Linked DNA regions of Sus scrofa: regions 1 and 2 are each linked to region 3. A link is a contact called in public Hi-C and HiChIP or PLAC-seq data. All regions are on one chromosome and are shown on one strand. The core of a region is the stretch at or near the end of the contact, and the rest is flanking DNA. Distances in the headings are between cores, read along the strand shown. Region 1 holds the start of PAK1IP1 (p21-activated protein kinase-interacting protein 1). Region 2 overlaps LOC100152566 (N-acetyllactosaminide beta-1,6-N-acetylglucosaminyl-transferase). Region 3 holds the start of LOC100152566 (N-acetyllactosaminide beta-1,6-N-acetylglucosaminyl-transferase).

Evidence for each region. Hi-C and Micro-C count contacts between places; a contact is called where the count stands out from the background. HiChIP or PLAC-seq counts read pairs in DNA pulled down with a chosen protein or histone mark.
Region 1: an H3K27ac HiChIP or PLAC-seq map of alveolar macrophages shows a contact between it and region 3. The contact joins the promoter of PAK1IP1 here to the promoter of LOC100152566 in region 3. A contact is called at or near these places in 2 of 47 Hi-C or Micro-C datasets (epiblast stem cells and heart right ventricle) and 1 of 2 datasets of contacts at active chromatin or transcription factors (alveolar macrophages).
Region 2: a contact with region 3 is called in a Hi-C map of fetal heart ventricle, with 5 times the contacts expected there. The contact joins the enhancer-like site here to the promoter of LOC100152566 in region 3. A contact is called at or near these places in 1 of 5 promoter capture datasets (fetal liver), 5 of 47 Hi-C or Micro-C datasets (embryonic fibroblasts, epiblast stem cells, fetal heart ventricle and 2 more) and 1 of 2 datasets of contacts at active chromatin or transcription factors (alveolar macrophages).

What each region holds. Positions count from the first base shown.
Region 1 is chr7:7,442,530-7,447,134 of Sscrofa11.1, forward strand. PAK1IP1 (p21-activated protein kinase-interacting protein 1) reads left to right here and starts at 1,990. Exons shown (of 11, transcript XM_001926200.4): 1 at 1,990-2,384. The coding sequence starts at 2,301.
Region 2 is chr7:7,420,753-7,425,129 of Sscrofa11.1, forward strand. It overlaps LOC100152566 (N-acetyllactosaminide beta-1,6-N-acetylglucosaminyl-transferase), which reads left to right. Exons shown (of 3, transcript XM_005665561.3): 3 at 1-1,447. Among named protein-coding and RNA genes, the nearest start is that of C7H6orf52, 15 kb to the right of the region's middle. Within about 2 kb of position 2,484, at least 2 of the 83 cell types and tissues checked have an H3K27ac peak or open chromatin away from gene starts, as enhancers often do.
Region 3 is chr7:7,380,258-7,384,925 of Sscrofa11.1, forward strand. It overlaps LOC100152566 (N-acetyllactosaminide beta-1,6-N-acetylglucosaminyl-transferase), which reads left to right and starts at 2,478. Exons shown (of 3, transcript XM_005665561.3): 1 at 2,478-4,668. The coding sequence starts at 4,454.

The sequences.
Region 1 (4,605 bases), core at 740-3,239, 62 kb after region 3:
CCCCCCCAAACTGATTCCTTTGGAAACCATAAGTTTTTCAAAGTCAGTATCTGTTCTGCAAAGAAGTTCATTCTGTCCTTTTTTCAGATTACACATGTCAGTGAAAGCATTTGATGTTGGTGTCTCATTGTCTGACTGATTTCACTTAGCATGATAATTTCTAGGTCCATCCATGTTGCTACAAATGCTGGTATTTCGTTCCTTTTAATGGCTGAGTAATATTCCATTGTGTATTTGGACCACATCTTGATCCACTCCTCTGTCGATGGACATTTAGGTTGTTTCCATGTCTTGGCTCTTGCAAATAGTGCTGCAATGAACATCGGAGTACATGTGTCTTTGCGAGTCATGGTTTTCTCTGGATAGATGCCCAGGAGTGGGACTGCTGGATCAAATGGGACCTAATTAAACTTAAAAGTTTCTGGTTCAACTAATTTCTAACAGGAAAGGAAGGAAGGGAGGGGGGAAGGAAGAAAGGGGGAAAGGAAGGAAGGGTAAGCCTCTTTGAGTTGTTTATGTCGCTTGCACTATGGTTTTTATTCTAGAACTAACTATATTTTTAAAAAATTCCTGGTTGGAACAAAAGACTTTCAAATCACAGTCTTTTCTTAAATGTTACTACTTAAGCAGGTAAAAGTGTGGCCATCTGGTAAGAGACGCAGGAGAGTAATTATCCTGTTATCATGACACATTAAAATTAATTTCAAATGAGTACTAATTCTTATCGAACAACAGTTGAGATTTCGCTGGGGTAATGAGGCAGGGTACTGAGGGATTCCAGAAGAAACAGAATACATAAAGCTCATGATTTTTTTTTTTTTTAATGGGTGCACCCACAGCATATGGGAGTTCTCCCAGGCCACACTGTGGGTCGCAGTTGTGGCAACTCCAGATCTTTCAACCCACTGTGTGGAGCCAGAGATGGAACCCTCACTTCCCCAGCGACCGGTGCTGCTGCAGTCAGATTCCTAACCCACTGTGCCACAGCCAAGAACGCTATGGTTAGCAATTTTTTTGGGGGGGGGGCGGCAATGAAGTAGTTCTTCAAAATTAAAGAATATGCATTTTTTCCAGACATATGGTATTACACACTTAATGGACTACAGTGTGACATAAACATAACTTACATACACTGGGAACATAAAGGATTAGTGTGAACGTCACTGTGGTTCCACACCCACAGTTGCTCCCATGGGTGCCTGTGCTGTAAACAGGGTTTCCAAAAGCCTGAGAACGATTTGAACTTCAGCATTTCAGTGCCTAAGAAGTGCTTACACATGGAGTCGCCAAAATGCGCAGAAGACAAGGCCTTCCTGGCGCTGCAGTGACAAAGCCACCAAAGTAAAATCACTTCTATGTGGCACAGTCCAGTCACTTCGCAGGTGCGAAGCTGTCCTTTCTAACACATCTCTGAATCTCTGTATCTCATGAAAACCTCAAATCTAAATTAGGGCTACCTGTGTTTTTAATAACACTGACTTTGCACTTAAGGTGGGGGAGGTGGTGAAACGGAATATGAGATTTCCTTCTAGAACCGAACCTAGGGTGACTGGCCCTTCCTCTTCGAGCAGTGTCTTTACCCCCCCTCAAGCAAAGGGTCCTCCCCCACCCGCAGGATGCCCCACAGTGGCCGATTTGTCCCCAGAGTTCGAGAAACCAAAAGCAAGCTGGGAGGAAAGGTGCGCAGAGCGAGATTATTTGGCCTGGGCGGGGGCGAGGGAATCGGACCCCTCTGACGACTGCGAGCCCTACCAGTCCTACATGCCCCCCTCCTTGCTCTATTACAGCGAATGTGAACGAAAAAGGTTCATTCCACGACTTCCTGCACCACCGAAAGCCTAACGCCTGTACCTGTGCCACTACACACAGGCGTCGATCCGCCAATTACACTGCAACGCCGGAGCCGCCCCCTCGCCTCCCGCCCAGCCCGGAAGCTGCCCCGCCCCTTCCGTAGACGCCCCGGAAACGAGGACTTTCGCGCAGGATGTCCCGCCCCCTCGCCTCAGAATCGCCTGACACGGGGCTTCCTAGAATATGCCTGCTGATCCTCCGTTTGCTTTCTCCTTGAAATGAGACTCTCGCCATGTGGCGTCCTTTCTTATTCTCCTCTTGGTAATTCCGCGTGATCTTCTAGTCCCGAAATCTCTCCCATGGAGTCAGGCGCCTAAAAGGCAGCCCCGCGGTCTTGACGTAAATTTGAGCGCCGACGCAAGAAGGACCCCCTCTGCCCCTTGCGTCCGCTTGCGTCACTGCCCAGCTGCGCCGAGCCCCGCTCGCTGAGGAGGCACGTGCGCTGCTGAATGGAGGTGGTGGCTGGTTGCTACGAGCAGGTTCTTTTTGGGTTCGCTGTACACCCGGAGCCCGAGACGAGCGGCAGCCACGAGGTGAGAGCCCGCGCGCGGAGGGACCGCAGGCGGTGGGGCGGCCAAGCGTCTGATGTGGTTCCCACGCGGCCGAGGTAAACACAGCACCGCAGGGGAACCGTCAGAACCGCTAGGGATTCATTGGTGAATGCAATTCAGGAGACTTAAAACACGTCTTAGTCTTTTAGAACAGAGAAGGCGTTTCATAAGACGAGATGATGTCTGCGTTTTGTAGTAAACATGACCCGTGCACGAAGGAAACTGGCATTTCTGCAAACGGGCCAATGAGCCATAGATTGTATGAGTTTAAAGGTCGCTCCCCTAAGTTGACAACTAGTTGGGGTGTTCAGGATTTAATGAAAGAACAGCTCTTTGAGTTTTTGTTCTGGGATTTTACCATGTATTTGAACTGGATCTGGATAAACCCCTCATTGATAAAGTGATACCAGTTCACTATTGGGCTCTTACGTGGGGCCATTACTTTCGGTAAAGGTGCAGGGAAGCCAAAGGTATAAATCCTGCACTGGAGAGCTTACCCACATGAGAAAGAGAGATTGAGGGAGGCAAATACGTGGAGAAAAATTAAAACAAAACGTGATGAGTTTTTTTACTAAGCGTGTGAGTTAAAAGGTTAAGTAAATTGGCAGTAGTCAAACAGGACATACCCAGGACTCGATGTAACATCTCCTTACTTTTAGTCTAGTACTCTTTTTTCCCTCTAAGCAATCCTAGATATTTCCTAGAAACCTAATTCGTTGACCTGTTATGTCGTTTTGTTTTTTTTTTTTTGCTTTCTTTTTAGGGCCGCACCCACAGCATATGGAAATTCCCAGGCTAGGAGCTGATTCCGAGCTGCAGCTGCTGCTCTACACCACAGCAATGCGGGATCCAAGCTCCACCTGCAACCTACACTACAGTTCATGGGCAACACTGGATCCTTAACCCACTGAGCAGGGCCAGGGATTGAACCCGGTTCCTCATGGATACTAGTCAGGTTTGTTACTGCTGAGCCACGATGGGAACTTTGACCTGTTAGGTCTTTATGAAGACAAGATGTCAAACTTAAATAACCAGAAAATTGGAAGTATAGGATCTGACTAATTTCTTTTGTTTATTTTGTTTTCTACTCTGGTGATTAAGCTGCCTTTGGCTGAAAGGTGACATGTTTTGGATACTTAAAGATGATGTTACAGATTGTGTTTTTGTAATAATGTTGCTGTGCACGTTCCAAACACAGTACTAGACCTCACAGCAGCCCTCTGAGGCAGATACAGTTATCCCATTTACAGCGGAGGATCCTGAAGTCCAGAGAGGTTAAGTGACCCGCTGGAAGCCACAGAGCTGATAAGTGGCAGACCTGGGACTCAAACCTCCAGGGGTCTCTGACACATGAAGCTCTTAACCTAGTACCGCTGCTAAACCCAGACAACCAGCATTCCTTCTGTAATATGCACAGGCAAAGGTTATTCTTCAATTTACGGCCATAGCAGCCCCTTAGGAATGTTGTGCCTTTACTCAAAAGAGGCCCCCTCAGTCGTTATTAACGGAAGGACTATCTGTTTTTAAGGAATTAATTTGCAGTAACACATCCTTAGTATATTCGAGCAATTTTTTTTTTTTTTTTTTTTTTGGTTTCAACAATACTCCTTCAGGAGTTCCCATCGTGGCTCAGTGGTTAACGAATCCAACTAGGAACCATGAGGTTGCGGGTTCAGTCCCTGGCCTCGCTCAGTGGGTTAAGGATCTGGCGTTATGAGCTGCGGTGTAGGTGGCAGACGCAGCTCGGATCCCGCATTGCTGTGGCTGTGGTGTAGGCTGGCGGCTACAGCTCCGATTGGACCCCTAGCCTGGGAACCTCCATATGCCATGAGTGCAGCCCTAAAAGGACAAAAAGACATAATAATAATACTCCTTCATGCATCTCCTTCAGTTTGTGGTGTGTGCGTGTATATGTATGTGTCTATCGTTCTTTGCACTCAGCCAGTCACATTTATCCAAAAGTCGCATGTCAGCAAGCCCTCAGCCTGTGGAAGTTCCTCGGCCAGAGATCGAACTGGAGCCACAGCAATGGCAATGCTGAGTCCTGAACTGCTAGGCCACCCGGGAATCCAAGCATAGAATTCTGACATCTCATCACTGGTCATCCTCTAGGGCTTATAACGGTACCAATGTGAACATGCTCTCATCCTGTTTGTTTTTCTTTGTAGGGCTTGTCATTATACTTATTTCTGAGTGACGTCAT
Region 2 (4,377 bases), core at 1,234-3,733, 41 kb after region 3:
AAGTAAATCAGAGGGGTTTGTTTGTTTGTTTGTTTGCTTTTTAGGGCCACATATGGAAGTTTCCAGGCTAGGGGTCAAATCGGAGCTGCAGCTGCTGGCCTACACCACAGCCACAGCAGCACAGAATCCGAGCCAGGTCTGTGACCTACGCTACCGCTCAGGGCAATGCCTGATCCTTAACCCACGGAGCGAGGCCAGGGATCAAACCCGCATTCATGGATACATCTAGTTGGGTACTTGACCGGCTGAGCCACAACAGAAACGCCAGTCAGAGCTTTTTCACTCTAAAAATACTGGCAATGATGTCAGCGTTGGGAAGACTGTTCTAGAGAATCTCACTGAGTGGTCATTTTTTGTTTGTTTGGAGTTTTTTTTTTTGGCCGCACCCACAGCGTGGGAATGTTCCCAGAGTGAAGCCACGCCACAACAGCGACCAGCGCTACAGCAGTGACAACGCCAGGTCCTTAACCCACTGAGCCACAGAGGAACTCCCAGAATGGTTCTGTTTGAACACATCCACGTGCAGGGTCGTAAAGTGGGCTCTCGGGCCCAGGATGGCACCAGTTACAGAATGAAGAGAGACGGGAAGGAGGAGGCAGAAGCTTCGTGCCGACTGCGTCCTCAGCCTTCTGCCAGCGCCTTGCCCTGCCGTGGCCTGCAAGTGTCACAGCTCAGGGAAGCTCCTGGATTACCCCCATTTTGCAGATGAAGTTACTGAGGCTTAGCGAGGTTGCCAGTAAACACTAGGAAACAAATTTCTCTGTCTGAGAGTTGGGGTCTCTTGCTGGTCTCCTTGGTTCCTTTCCAGGGCGGAACATTTAGAGAAGATGAAATGAGTCCTGTTGAGCATCCGAGCAGGGTCTCAGTGTTCGTAATGACACAATGTCCTGTCACCTCAGAAAAATGTGAAGTCTACTGGGACCCTTCAAAATCCTGATGGTTTATTTATTCTAATGAAAAACGGTAACGACGATGAAGGATGCATCTGATTAATGCAGTTTTTGGTCCTGTAATTGTGTCTGTTGAATGTTAATCGTATTTAAGGGAATGACTTGGAAGCAAAGCCTTCTTCTTTTCCTGCTACTGAAAAAACAGAACTGAATCGGGTGATGAAGAGTTGAAGGCATAGACAGCACACCCGGAGCTAATGGCAGAATCTATAAATCACCCTTTTTTTTTTTTCAAATTATTTACATGAAACCGCCTGAGAAGAAGGAATGTTTTACACTGGATCTTTCGCATGTAGAGCGAGAAATCTTCTGGAAGAGAAGAAGTTTACATGTCTGCCGTTGGTCGTTTATTCTGTGTCTTAAGTCCTTTAATATTGAAAGAGTGTAGTGTTTGGACGAGTGGATTTCTGCGAGTCCGTGGAGATGCCCTGAAAGCTTGGTTTTTGATGATATTCCACATTGTTCTCTTGAAATAAATTAATATATTGTTTTCCACCCTTGGGGCTATTGTGTATTTTTATTTGATATTTAACAAGGTACTTCTCCTAGCATTTTCTTTCTTTTTTTTTGGTTGTTTTGCCTTTTCTAGGGCTACTCCCGCAGCATATGGAGATTCCCAGGCTAGGGGTCAAATTGGAGCCTAGCCACCAGCCTATGCCAGAGCCACAGCAACGTGGGATCCGAGCCACTTCTGCAACCTACACCACAGCTCATGACAATGCCGGATCCTTAACCCAATGAGCAAGGCCAGGGATCGAACCGGCAACCTCATGGTTCCTAGTCGGGTTCGTTAACCACTGCGCCACGACGGGAACTCCTAGCATTTTCTAAAACATACAGATAAATACATCCACACGTACACACCTACCTGTCTAAAATGCCCACTCACTGAAAAATAATGAAACTTTCCCCTTGTGGGGTGATGGGGAGAATAACTGGGAATGTTGGAGAAGGGAATATAATGGAAGATCACTTTCTTTTCTTTTTTTTTTTTTTCTTTTTAGGGCCGCACCCATGGCATATGGAGGTTCCCAGGCTAGGGGTCTAATCGGAGCTGTTGCTGCCAGCCTACGCCATAGCTCACGGCAATGCCGGATCCTTAACCCACTGAGCAAAGCTGGGAATCGAACCCATAACCTCATGGTTCCTAGTCGGATTCATTTCCACTGTGCCACAACAGGAACTCCAGGAAGATCACTTTCTTTTAAATTGGGTACAACTATTTAAAAATCTGAAGCAGGCATAAATTGTCCTTCTATATTTGCCTTCTTTAGTCATTTTTAAAAAAATAAAGACATGTTGGTACTATCATAGTCACTTGAATATCAAATGCCAAAGTTTTTGAGCAGCATTTCGGAGCTAAGTTTGGCTAAACAAATATTGCCTCTGATAGACACACGGGAAATGATAGACATACTAAGAAAAATAATTCATTTAAACATCTAATGTACTTTTTTTTTTTTGGCCGTGCCCATGACATGCAGAAGTTCCTGGGCCAATAGTCCATCGTACACCACAGCAGTGACCTGAGCCACTGCAGTGACGATGCCAGATCCTTAACAGCTCGGCCAGCAGGGAACCCCAAATGTACCTTTTTTTAGTACAAAATCCCTTGAAAGTGAAAAACATTTCAAAATCAAAACCAAAAATATATGCTCATAAAAATAGAATACATAAATCAATGATAATAAAAATCTTTTTGGAAGGCAGAATAAAATTAAGGTCATACATTTTTTTAAAAATGGAATACAGAAGAATGTAGAATAAAAAGAATGAATACAGAAAGATACATAAAAAGTGAACACCTTTCTCCAGAGGTAATGACGTGTTTGGTAAATATTCTTAAGTTCCTTTCAGTGTGGTGGCCTGCACATGTACCTATCTATCTTCTGACCATGCTGCCCCAAAGAATTTCTGCTATGATGAAAATATCCTCTATCTGTCCTGTCCAAAATAGTACCCGCTCGTGGTAGCTGCTAGGCACTTGAAAGGTGGCTCAGATGACTGAGGACATAGTACTTATTTTTAGCCCATGTAACTAGTGGCTCTTGGACCACACAGCTCTCTAACTCTACATCAGTTATGTGCATAGGCTTCTGTATACTCAGTGGAAATACAAAGACACACATACTAGCTTTTTTTTTTTTTTAGTGAATTGACTGTGTAGATATATAATAGCAATTATATCTTTTTGCAACTTGCCTTTTTGGGCCCTTCAAAAATTACTCATATTCATTAACATTAATTTTAATTTGGGAATAGTTTTAATTGTACAGAAAAATTGCTGCTAGGACCAAGAGATTCCCCCATACCCACAGGTTCCCGAATCATGTTTATAAAAGAGCATTCTTGTGAAATATTTGTCACAACAAACGAGCCAATACCGATATATCCTTAGGATCGAATAATTATTTTGGTGGTGGTGGTCCCGGGTCCCATCCACAGTCTGGCTGGGACTGTTTCTCAGACTTTCCTTGTTTTTGACGATGACAATTTTGAGGGGTGCCAGCTGGGTATTTAGTACAGTGCCCCCCAGATGGTTTTGTCTGATGCTTTTCTCATGGTTAGATTGGATTTGGGGGGGTTGGAGGAGGACGATTACAGAGGTAAATTACCGTTTTCATTACATAGAGGTCTTTGTGCTTTGGGGGAATAGGATTTCTATCTTGCTATTGATAGCGTAAAAGAAAACATTTGATTTGGGTCCTGTCTGTGGGTTTTGCTACACTTTTTCATTATTTCTAGTAGTTTCTCAATGTGCTACACCTCATATTTTCAGGTACTTAGCCATATATACCAGTTTTGCTACAATGCGGTATCACCACACAGGTCAGAGTGGCCATCAGCAAAAAGTCTACAAATAAATGCTAGAGAGAGGAGTTTCCTGTCATGGTGCAAGTGTGGCCCTAAAAAGACAAAAGCCAAAAAAAAAAAAAAAAAGAAAAAAAAGAAATGCTAGAGAGGGCATGAAGAAAAGGGAACCCTCCTACACCGTTGGTGGGAATGTACACAGGAGCAAGCACTTTGTAAAACAAGTATAGAGGTTCCTTAAAAATCTAAGAATAGGGTTACCATATAATCGGGCAGTTCTACCCGATTATATGGGCATATATCCATAAAAAGCAAAAACTCCAACTTAAAAAAAATACATGCACCCCAGTGTTCACAGCAGCACTATTGACAATACCCAAGACCTACGTGTCGATCAACAGATGACTGCATAATGAAGCGCTGGGACGCAGGTTCGATCCCAGCCTAGCACAGAGGGTTAAGGATCTGGGGTTGGCCACAGCTGCCTCATAGGTGGGAACTGTGGCTCGGAGCTGATCCCTGGCCCAGGAACTCCAGGTGCCACAGGGGCGGCCAAAACAAGAAAAAGAAAAAAACAAATAGATGAATGGAAAAAGATGTATATGTATACAATGGA
Region 3 (4,668 bases), core at 1,228-3,727:
TGAATCGCTTAGCCTGCCCAGTTATGCGCTGGAAGAAAATGCCTGTTCAGTTGCCACAGATACCAGGCAAAACAAACCTCCTGCCGGGCCAAGCACTAAAAAAAGAATCGCGCCCTATCGCTGGCTGTTCATCTAAATCAGTGTAAATAAATAAGGCAGAGCAGACTGGAGCAGGGCTTTGGGGTCCTGCTGTTCTGAACTGTAAATCACGCTGCACTCCTGCTCATTGGCAACCGCTTTGACTAGATCACGATTAAAGGTTTGTTGGGTTTGCTTCAGCATCCGACCTGAGCTCCTTATTGAAGGGTTGAGGATCTAAAGCAAAGAGGAGAAAAACCAACCGAACCTGCAGTGAGAGCAGGTCTTCTCTCTTCTCTCTGCCTTCCCTCCCGGCTCTGCATACTTTGCAGAAAAAGGAGCAGCTCTAGTAAGAATGAAAGGAAGTCAAACCCTCAAAACAAACTGTTCAGTACTTCCCTTTCAGCACCTGCATTTCCCTCCCTCCCCAGGGTGAAGGGAGACAGTGATGGGAAAGGAAGAGTGAACTCTAACCTTCCCTCTTTTATGATTTTGTTTTTTGGGTTTTTTTGCTTTTGCTTTTTAGGGCTGCACCTGCAGCATATGGAAGTTCGGGGCTAGAGGTTGAATCAGAGTTGCTGCTGCAACCTGCACAACAGCCACACCAACTGGGGATCCAAGCCATGTTGCAACCTACACCACAGCTCATGGCAATGCCAGATCCTTAACCCACTGAGCAAGGCCAGGGTTCGAACCCAAGTCCTCATGGATACTAGTCCGGTTTGTTACCCCTGAGCCACGATGGGAACTCTTAACCTTCCCTCTTTTAGAGTAGCAATAACTCAACCCAATTAAAAGCCTTAAGAAAATAAATGCTGGAGGGGAGGAGTGGAGGGATCGGGAGCTTGGCTTATCAGACACAACTAGAATAGATTACAAGAGATCCTGCTGAATAGCATTGAGAACTATGTCTAGATACTCATGTTGCAACAGAACAAAGGGTTGGGGAAAAAATGTAATTGTAATGTATACATCTAAGGATAACCTGACCCCCTTACTGTACAGTGGGAAAATAAAATAAAAAAAAAAATAGTTTCAGTCACCAAAAAAAAAAAAAAAAGAAAATAAATGCTTTTTTTTTTTCCTTTTCTATTATTAGTAAACAGAAATCAAAAGATCGGTTCCTTAACAGGGTCAAAAACATTGGCTCTTTTTCAAAAGGAAACAACAGCAGAACAATCACTAATGCTTATTGAACTTATATAAGCAGATATAAACTGAACTAGAGCTGTCTCTTTTAGGAGTTCCCTGGCAGCCCAGTGGTTAAGGATCCAGCATTTATTTTCTTAAGGCTTTTAATTGGGTTGAGTTATTGACCCAAGCCACTGCAGTGACACCATTTCAATCCCTGGACTAGGAATTCTGCAAGCCATGGGCGTGGCCAACAACAACAGCAAAGAATTATCTGATTTAATGTTTTCATCTTTTTTTTTTTGTCCTTTTAGGGCCACACCCATAGCATATGGAGAGTCCCAGGCCAGGGGGCAAACTGGAGCTGGAGCTGTTGGCCACGGCCACAGCCACAGCAGCACAGGATTCAAGCCACGTCTGTGATCTACACCACAGCTCATGGCAACTTGGGATCCCAAACCCCTGAGCAAGGCCAGGGATCAAACCTGCCTCATCATGGATGCTAGTCAGATTTGTTTCTGCTAAGCCACAACAGGAACTCCTGACAATGTTTTTAACGATCATGTGAAATAGGAACTATTGTTATTTTCCATCTGGCAAACAAAGAAACTGGCACTTAGAGAGGTTAAGGAACTACCCTGCTGGTACAGCTGGTTCGTGACCAGCTCGGATCTGAAACCAACTAGACTGGCTCTGGTATCTGGACCAGTGAGCTGCAGATTTAAGGCTCTGACTTCTACTATCCAGCCAAATGACCTTAAAAAAAATATTTGTATCGGGCTTAGTTTCCTCATCTGTAAAATACAGGGTTGTGCTAGGTGATCTTTGAGATCCCTGCCAACCCTTTGGGTCCCCCTCTAAATCAGTATCTGTCAGGTTGGCTGGGGGGGGAATTGCACAACCTAAAAGTTGAACACTCTGAGGACTTCATGCCAGGAGACAGCCTCACAGATGGGTTCAAGGGACTGCTCCGTAGCAGCAAGGGAGTTTTTGCAACAAGGACCGGGTAGTCCAAACGTGAGCAGACTATTGTTAATTAAAGAAAACCAGGGAGTTCCCATTGTGGCACAGTGGAAATGAATCTGACTCGTATCCATGAGGATTCATGATCGATCCCTGGCCTTGCTCAGTGGGTTAAGGATGGGTGTTGCTATGAGCTGTGGTGTAGGTCACAGAAGCAGCTTGGATCCCGAGTTGCTATGGCCATGGTATAGGCTGGCAGCTGTAGCTCCAATTGGACCCCTAGCCTGGCAGATGCAGCCCTAAAAAGCAAAAAAAAGAAAGAGGGAGAAAGATGAAAGAAAGGAAGGAAGGAAGGAAGAAAGAAAACCAGGTATCTCAAGGAATTTAATGCTTTTCTATGTATGGGAAATGCAAAAGTCTGGGTTCATTGAAATCATTGATTTGATATGCATGCACCGCCGTATCTTGGGCCGGTGTCCTGTGCTTTCCCACCCGAGTGTCCTCAGGGGGAACCGCTGGGCCGGGGGGAGGGTTTGGGGGGACTGCAGTGGCTGATGGCTTGGTGGTACGCATCTTGTTTCCATCCTGAGGTCCCTCAGGGCTCACTGTCAGGAGTAGTTGTCATGCGATGGCTCGATGGCAGCAGCATCCTTGGTTTCCTGCTGTTGCGGGCCACACTCTTCATTCTCAGCCACACCCATGCTACTGCTGTCATTTTGAGTCCAGTGAACTGTGGAAAGCAAAGTGCTGGCACGTGATGGGAAGAGGGCAGGGCGCTTGCTCTTTAGACACCACGGTCTTCCTAACAGGAGCAGTTAGTTGCTCCAGGTGCCACATCGTGCCCGGACAGGTAGACTAGCTGGGTGACTGCTGGAATGAGATGGGAGGGGGGCCACTTGTAGCTCCTGGGGCTGCCACAGTTGGCCTGTTAGTGGGACCAGTAACTTTCCCCCAGAAGCTCCTTACCACCTGCCTTCATCTGCAGCACGCCCCCACGTTTGCTGATTTGCTGGCGGCACCAGCACAGGTGAGCTATGAGAACCCCTCTGTAATGTGATCAGACCTGCTGGGCTTCTTCTCCCGCCTCCCCTGCATTACACTGACTGAGACTTCCAGGAATTTCCGCCACAGCTCTGAAGACTTTTGTCCTTTCTTCTTCAGAGTAAGGAAGTGGGAGAGGAGGTGGGGTGGAAAGGAGAATCCTTTGCCTTCTACCAAATGACCTCAAATCGGAAGATGTCGGGCTTTTAAAGAGACCCAGTGGCTCCTCACTCCACATTCGGTAGATAATACTGTGTGAAGAGCTCAAGTTATCTGAAGCTCTGTGTGAAATGGGAACCAGCCTTTGCTGTCTGGGAGCAATGCCAATCACCGTTCTCCCTGGCAGGCCACCGAAGATGTGTTTATTTCATGTACGACCCTTTAAAGTTAAAAGTCACTCCTAGATTCCTTCTGCCGCCATCTCACGCCCCCACGAGTGTAATTCTTATTTCCCTCTGTCCATAGCCAGTCCAGGGAAGTGCGATGTGCTATGTAAAATCATCAGAAATTGTCTGACTTAACCCAGCGAACAGCCCCCCCACCATCAGCCTTCCCCCCCACCCCGCGATAGTCTTCTTCTTGGGCGTGTTGCAAGGGGGGTTGTCCTTAGCTGTGTCTGTGTATGCCCAGAGGTAGAGATAACCCTGAAATGAAAACAAGGGGGCCGCCCAACAGGAAGAGAAATCAAGCGGAGGAACAGCAGTCCGAAGGCTGTGGGTTCCAAGCCGGCTAGCAGGCTGCGGGGCTCGCCAGCAAGAGCAGAACCACTTCTAGGGCGCAGGCAAGGTGCAGGCGTGAGCCCAGCAGCGCGATCAGAAGAGCTTGGAGGGAGGGGGGCGGAGTGAGGCCGGAGAAACCGCCCCGGCGAAAGGAGCCGTCCTTCCAGACCAGAAGGCAATTTGCTACGATCCTCTGGCGTCTTGGATGCAAATGAGACGGGCTTCCTGGAGGCGGGGCCGAGCCCGGCGCGCTCCGCCGGCCGCGGCGATTCCGCACCGGAGGCCCGAAGACCAGGGCGCGCGCGAGAAGCATCTCTGGCCCGTCGCCGAACCAACGAGGATGGCCGCACCCCGAGGCAGAGGATACATGAGGATTGAAGGACCCCGGGAAAAGAAACCCCTCTGGAAAAGCTGTTGAAATTCAAGTCTGGGCAAAGAGGTCGCTTCAGCCTGGTGGTTTCGGGCACCGATCGTTTCTCAGTCCTTGGAAAGAGATTCCTTCCCCGGGGAAGTGAAAAATAATGAACTTTTGGAGGTATTGCTTTTTTGCCTTCGCTGTGTTCAGTGTGGGTGTTTTGGTGATACTTTACAATAGCCAACTGAGCCCGCCGAAAACTTTCGGGAAACTGAATGGTTCCAGTGAAAGGGATTTGAAAATCCATGCCTGTAATTGCGCCTTGGAAGATAAGCCATCCTTTCTGTGGGAAAAGACTTTGACGTCAGGGGTGGGAAGTGC